Regions from separate parts of the Mus musculus genome. Here region 2 is linked to region 1. Evidence: chromatin contacts called from public Micro-C data. All regions are on one chromosome and are shown on one strand. The core of a region is the stretch at or near the end of the contact, and the rest is flanking DNA. Distances in the headings are between cores, read along the strand shown.

Evidence for each region. Hi-C and Micro-C count contacts between places; a contact is called where the count stands out from the background.
Region 2: a contact with region 1 is called in a Micro-C map of embryonic stem cells, with 2.7 times the contacts expected there. The contact joins the enhancer-like site here to the promoter of Ryk in region 1. A contact is called at or near these places in 2 of 39 promoter capture datasets (liver and pre-B cells) and 1 of 484 Hi-C or Micro-C datasets (embryonic stem cells).

What each region holds. Positions count from the first base shown.
Region 1 is chr9:102,833,368-102,836,688 of GRCm38.p6, forward strand. Ryk (receptor-like tyrosine kinase) reads left to right here and starts at 1,553. Exons shown (of 15, transcript NM_013649.3): 1 at 1,553-1,872. The coding sequence starts at 1,689.
Region 2 is chr9:102,959,989-102,963,222 of GRCm38.p6, forward strand. No RefSeq gene overlaps it. Among named protein-coding and RNA genes, the nearest start is that of Gm31434, 41 kb to the right of the region's middle. Within about 2 kb of position 1,568, at least 28 of the 459 cell types and tissues checked have an H3K27ac peak or open chromatin away from gene starts, as enhancers often do. A contact at or near this core is called in embryonic stem cells, where this site is marked.

The DNA of each region.
Region 1 (3,321 bases), core at 303-2,802:
TAGGTTCCTAGAGTCCTTCCTGGCAGGGCCCTGGTTCCCTACGAGGTAGCTGTGGCCACAGGTGACTTGTGTTTTTCATCATTCACTGATGGCATGCTTTTGTTCAGTTCATGCCCACTTCCTGGTCTCTTCCTGCAGGGCACTGTATTCTGTGCTGGGGAACTGAAGCTTGACAAATTGAGGCCAGCTTGTCTCCAAATGGAATCCATCCCTCTCACTACAGGAGAGAGGGGGGAAAAATATCAAGATCCAACTATCCTCCTCTTCGGTCTCTCTCCCTGCCCTGGCAGGGGATACAGGTAATATCTCTCAGGGCCTGCGTGTGGATGGGCAACTGGGAGCTTGAAGCTAGGCCGGGCAGAAAGCAGCTGCTCTCCACAGGCAAGGAGGGAGGCATAAGGTCAGTGAACGGGTCACAGGGATGGGATGACCCTGTTCTGGAGGAAGTGAGAAGGGATGCTTGGGAGCCAGCCTGAGTGATGGCTTGTGGAGTAAGCTTGACTGGGGCTTCCCCAAATTCTTCATCAGAGTCTCTGGGATGTATCAGAGATCCTTAACCGGTTTAGGGAGACAAGGGCTTCCTAGAGCAAGGGATGAAATGTAAAAACCACTCTCCAGTATGTGAAAGCACCCATGCACACAGACAGCCATGTACAGCCATAAGCACACACTCACATACATTCCATGTTTTGGAGGGGGGGGCTGGCATGGACCACAGGTTAAAAGCCCAGATACAGGTTGATTTACAGTAAAGGAGAACTAGGATAATAAAAGTTCGTCACATGTAAAAATAAGCTTGCTGGGCATGGGTGGCACAGGCCTTTAATCCTGGCACTTGGGAAGCAGAGGCAGGCAGATCTCTGTGAGTTCAAGGCCAGCTTGGTCTACATAGCAAGTTCCATGCGGGCCAGGGCTACATAGTGAGACCCTGTCTCAAAACAAACAAACAAACAAACAAACTGTAAACCAAAATACAAAATAAAAAGTTTACTAAGGTTTTATGAGTTTTTTTTGTTTTTGTTTTTGCTTTCTGGAAAGTGTGTGGCATGTGAATTTTAGGGAACAGACATGCTAACTAGAGGCTGACCTCTGATGGTGGGATAAGGGAAGATTTCTACGTACCCGTCCCTTCTCACTAAATAAAACAGCATTCTTTTCTTTTGAGACAGCATCCAAGACTCAGGGCGCACCTGGGGAAGAATAAAGAGACCAACCGACTCTAGGCCTCAACGACTTGGGCTGGGGACTGGCTATATTAGCCTAGAGCCCTTCGCCTGGCCAGGGCACTTCATTATTGTTTTTGATTAGTTTGTGTCTCTTTAACTCATTTCCTTTATTCCTCGCGCGTTTCAGCCTGGCAAACAACGTAATGTTATTTATACCAACCCCTACGCGCGGCCCCCACCCCGACCTCAGGTCTGAGACGCTCTCCCGTGCACGCGCGCCCCAGAACCAGGCGCTCTCGGTCGGGCGGCACATGCGTGCGCGCCCTCGCGCACGGCGGGCACGCGCACGCGCGCGTCTCCGCCCGCAGCTCGCCCCCCCACCCCCTCCCGTTCCCGGGCGGCGGGTCTGAAGCGGCGGCGCGATGAGCTGGCCGGCCGCCCCCGGCTCGGGGCTGTGAGGCGCTCGGGGCCGGGGTGCGCGGCGGCGCGGCGGGCGGCGGACGCTCCTGCTCGGCGGCGGCCATGCGCGCGGGCCGGGGCGGCGTCCCGGGGAGCGGCGGCCTGAGGGCCCCGCCGCCGCCGCTGCTGCTGCTGCTGCTGGCGATGCTGCCCGCCGCCGCCCCGCGGTCCCCGGCCCTGGCCGCCGCTCCTGCGGGACCCAGCGTGAGCCTCTACCTGAGCGAGGACGAGGTGCGCCGGCTGCTTGGTGAGTGGCGCGGCTCCCGGGGCCTCGTGAGCCCGCGGTGCTGCCGCTGCGCCGCCCGCGCTCTCTCTCTCTCTCTCCCTCTCTGCAGCCTCCCTGCGCGTGTCACTCTAGGCCGCGGAGCTCCGGAGCCTCGGAGTCGGCGCTCGGGACACGGGTGGCCGCTCCTTAGCCTGCTGTGGGTGGCCCACAGGCCACGCCGCCGCCGTGCGCTTGCTTTCTGGTTAGCGAGTGGGGGGCAAGGTGAGCCGGGCGCCCTGAGTTGTGTGGCATCCTGCACACCTTCGGGCCGACCGGATCCCAAGCATCGGGGTTTGCCTTGGGTTCCTTGAGTGTGACCTGATGCTGCCGTTCCAGGCCACTTGCCTACTCTGCAGACCCTGAAGCGAGAGGAGAACTTGGCTTTGGGGTCCGTCGGCGGTGGTTCCGTTTACCTGTTTAGCCCGTTGTTTGGGGAGTCCGACTCTGCCCTCCGCTTGGAACTCTGTGCATTCTGAAAATCAGCCCTTGAAGGAAGGCCTGGCCAGCCATCAAAAGGAAGTCTCTGATAGTTAGGGATACCCAGCTTTTGCCGTCTTTTGTGCATTAAGGCAGTCCCTTCACTTTTTATCGGGGTGTTTTAGAGTGAAGTGTTGGAACTGGAAAGGTCTCCCCCTAAATATCCATTAAGTGTCACTTTTTTAGTGAGCGAGTATGCCTCCCCCAAGTGTGTGTGTGTGTGTGTGTGGTGTGCGCGCGCGTGTGTATGCGTATGTGTGTATTAGAGGAGGTTTTTTTGTTTGTTTGTTTGTTTGTTTGTTTTGTTTTGTTTTTCCTTTCCAGACAGGGACTTTATGTAGCCTGGGCTGTTTTGGAATCCACTATGTAGACCAGGTTGGCCTCAAGCTCACAGAGAGCCTTCTGCCTGTTAGAAGAGTTTCTTAGGGTCTGTTGAGAGAGTTTAGCCTCGGAATGAAAACTGCTTTTAGCAGACTGTTTAGACATAGTTGTATGTGTAGGTTTATCGGCTTTAACTAAAGAACTGTGTTTTCCTAACATCCTAATTTAACCTTCCTTATAGTCTAGTTGAATTAGCTGAATTTAGTCTAGCAGAATTGAAATGGCATCTGAGTTACGCCTGGAGCATGGGAGAAAGGCTTGGGAAAAAATAACGATTTGTAGTGCGGCTCCTAGGCGTGCTTTTGTAAGGGTTGTTTTTGTTGTTGTTAAAAGAACTTACGTAATTGTGACTTTATTGACATGTATTTCCTCTCCTGCCTTAGCCAGGATGGAAGTAGGGAGACAGAGATATCTGGCAGCAGACAGAGACGAGTACATGTGCCTACCGTTGCGTGTTAGAGTTTTGCTGTTACTTTTATTTATTTTGGTGTGTGTGTACCACGATGTGTTCTGTGGAGGTCACAGGACACCTTGAAGGTGTGGGCTGTCTTTCCACTATTAATAGGGGGTCCC
Region 2 (3,234 bases), core at 318-2,817, 130 kb after region 1:
GAGGTTGGCCAAAGGTAGCTAATTTTGTAGCTATGGAGCCAAGGGCCAATAGAGTGGGGCACTTCCAGGAAGGCTCCCAAGGCAAGCCTTTCTGGCTCCTATTGATTCAACCTCTGCCATCCCAGCTTCCCAGGCAGGCCTGATACTGCAGTTGGGTCCAGGAACTAAGAGATAACAGGTAACACACTTAGAAATGACAGGCATCGGAGTGGCCTGACTGCTATGTGCAGGATGCAGAGTTGATGGGGAGGCCAGCAGGAGACACAGTGTGTGCATTTGCAGGTGACACAGTGTGCCATTTGGATAGAAGTGCTCTTGCTTTTTTGACTTCCAGGTTTATGGATCCAAACCCGAGGCTATATCCCCACTCCACCATAAAGAGTCTGTGAGTCTAGAAGGTCAGAGAAACACTGGGACTCCTCTTTGGGATCTGAGTGCCTCTGGGCGAGATACACCCAGGGTGGGTGGACCCACAGGAGATTTTCCTAGGGACTTGGTGTCCCTGGCACCCTGTCCATCGTGACTGGGCTGCCACAGTAGCAAGGGATCAGTTGAGAGTCAGGGAAAGGGGACACTAGGCCTCTGGAGGCGGTGCTCTGCCACCCCTTACACGCAGAGACCTTCATCTGGGGATGGGGTTCTTATTGGAGGGCTTCTCCTCTCTAGTGGCAGACTGGAAGGTCACAGGTAGGCACCCAGAAGGCTCATTTCCTTTCTTCTTACCCGGATGGACCTCTGTATAAACTGACAGCATGACCACTCCAGGTAGGCTTTTATTGCAGAAGAGAGAGAGAGAGAGAGAGAGAAGAGAGAGAGAGAGAGAGAGAGAGAGAGAGAGAGAGAGAGAGTATTTAGTCTAGGCTACTCCCCACAGTTACCTGGCAACAGCCAGGTGTGCCTGACTCACTATAAAAGAGGCTGCTCTCCCTCACCTCTCTCTCTTGCTCTTCTGCCCTTGTCCCCTAACCTTCCTCCCCCTCTCTCCCCATTTCTCCCCCCTCTCTCTCCACATGCTCATGACTGGCCTCTTCTCTCAACTCCCCTCCCTATGCCCTGAATAAACTCTATTCTATACTATACTGTCATGTGTGTGGCTGGTCCCTCAGGGGGAAGGGATGCCTCAGCAGGGGCCCACAGAGGCACCCCTTCCCCCACACCTTACCTCACCTCCACCAAACACATTCCGTCTCTCTTTAGTTTTAAAAGACACAACAGAGAGAAGGAGTGGGAGAGTAGAATAGCTATAGTCATCTGTAAGAGTCCAGAGCAGAAAATAGCAGGGGAGAGAGAATAGAGAAGACATGATGAAAGGAGTAGGGGACAGCACAGAGAGGAGAGGGAGGGAGAGGAGAAAGAGGAGGGGGGAGGGACAGAGAAGGGAGAGAGGAAGAGGGGGGAGGAGGGAGGGAGAGAGGGTAGGGGTAGGAGGGAGAGAACATAGTGGGGGTGGGGGTGGGGGGACAAACTGCCAGGTTAAGTTGAGAATGAGTAGCTGTGGGGGAAGGGAAGCCCAGGAGCTGGAGGAAGTGAAAAGACCGGGAAGCCAGCGTTACCTTTGAAAGGGGTGACAGATACTAGCAACAAGGAGCAGACCTGGAGGCCAGCTTGTGCTTTGGTATGCTAATAGGCACCACAGGTAGCCGTTGGTCCCTTCTGCCACTGGTAAGGGAAATGGCTCCTTTTGGTAGAGGGAAACTAGGTTCACCGGTCCCTGAGAAATACTGGCTTTTATCTAGTCACGGGAAATTCTCCTGTGGTCCAGGCTGAGCCCATTTCTGGCTATTTGGACCGCCTTTTGGGAGTTCGGGGAGTTGGAGTCTCCTCTGGCTCTAACAACTTGCTTGTGCAGCCTGCCCAATTTCCTGGGTATGAGTGTGGATCCTGAGGAAGAATTTACAACCCTGTTACCAGGAAGAGCTAGAAACTTTGAAACTCTGACAGGGACTTCCTGTAAGCCATGGGGCTCCTAGGGTCAGCCTTCTAGAGCCTAGAGTCCAAGAACCCTCTCTCAGGCCTGAGCGGTAGATGGGGCTTCATTAAGATTGTGCTCAGTTAGAGGTCCTTCAAGTATGGCTTGTAGGTCTGTGTCTCAGATACTCAGCCAGGGTTTTCAGGGTCTGATAATTTTTTTGTTTTGAAATGGGAGAGGCCCTAGCCCAGGCCTGTGTTGAACTCCTGAGCTCAAATGATTCTCTAGACTCAGCCTTTGGAGTAGCTAAGACTGCAGGGGTGTGTCATCTCACCCTTGTTCTCTAAATGAGTGAGCTGGGAGGGGCTGAGTCCCTCTCCGAGCTGCCCCTGGCGCACACCATGTCTGAGTGCCGGCTGACCATACACATGTCAGCTTCTAGACTCCTCCTGTCACCTTGCAAAGGCCAAGATAATTTGGAGGTCACACGGGCCAGGCCTCCTGTGATGGGCGACTTTCCTCTCTGCCCCCTCCGTTCCACGTGTAGCTCCTCACTCTCCCAGCCACAGCCATAGCCAGCCAAGGATTGCAAGAGCCTGGTGGTAAATTCCAACCCAGCTACCCTCCTCATCAGGTCGGAAGTTTACAGGATCTGTCCCCTTGCCTTCCCAGATAGGTGTGCCAAAAGCTTATAACCTGGAGATCCCAAGGAAGGAATTCGAGGCGGGAAGGGAGGACCAATGAGAAGAGCCCCAGCCCTTTGGTGCAGGAAGACTGGGACCAATGAGAAGAGCCCCAGCCCTTTGGTGCAGGAAGACTGGGACCAATGAGAAGAGCCCCAGCCCTTTGGTGCAGGAAGACTGGGACCAATGAGAAGAGCCCCAGCCCTTTGGTGCAGGAAGACTGGGACCAATGAGAAGAGCCCCAGCCCTTTGGTGCAGGAAGCCTGGGACTGTTCTTCATGAGCAGTTTTAGAGCATCAACAGACACCGTCCCCATTCTGCACCGCGTCACATGCTTATGGCTACGGGGAGGGTGCTATGGAGGTCAAGAAGGGAGGACCAGAGGCGGGCGCAAGGATGAGGAGGCTGTCCCTGACACCCCCTCCATCAGAAGGGTTCTGGCGTGCAGCTCATTGACATTTAAAACATCTGATGTCTTCTGCTGGGTTGACAGTAATGGTAGTTTTACCCTCTCTTTATACTAATAATTTCCAGAAAGTAAATTTAAAACAGGCCGTCGGCTTAGGTATAGACGCAGGGCAAAGTGTTCCCAAGTGTGGTTTAAGGAAAGAGGTGGCCTCAGCCTTTGCAGAGTGGACTTCC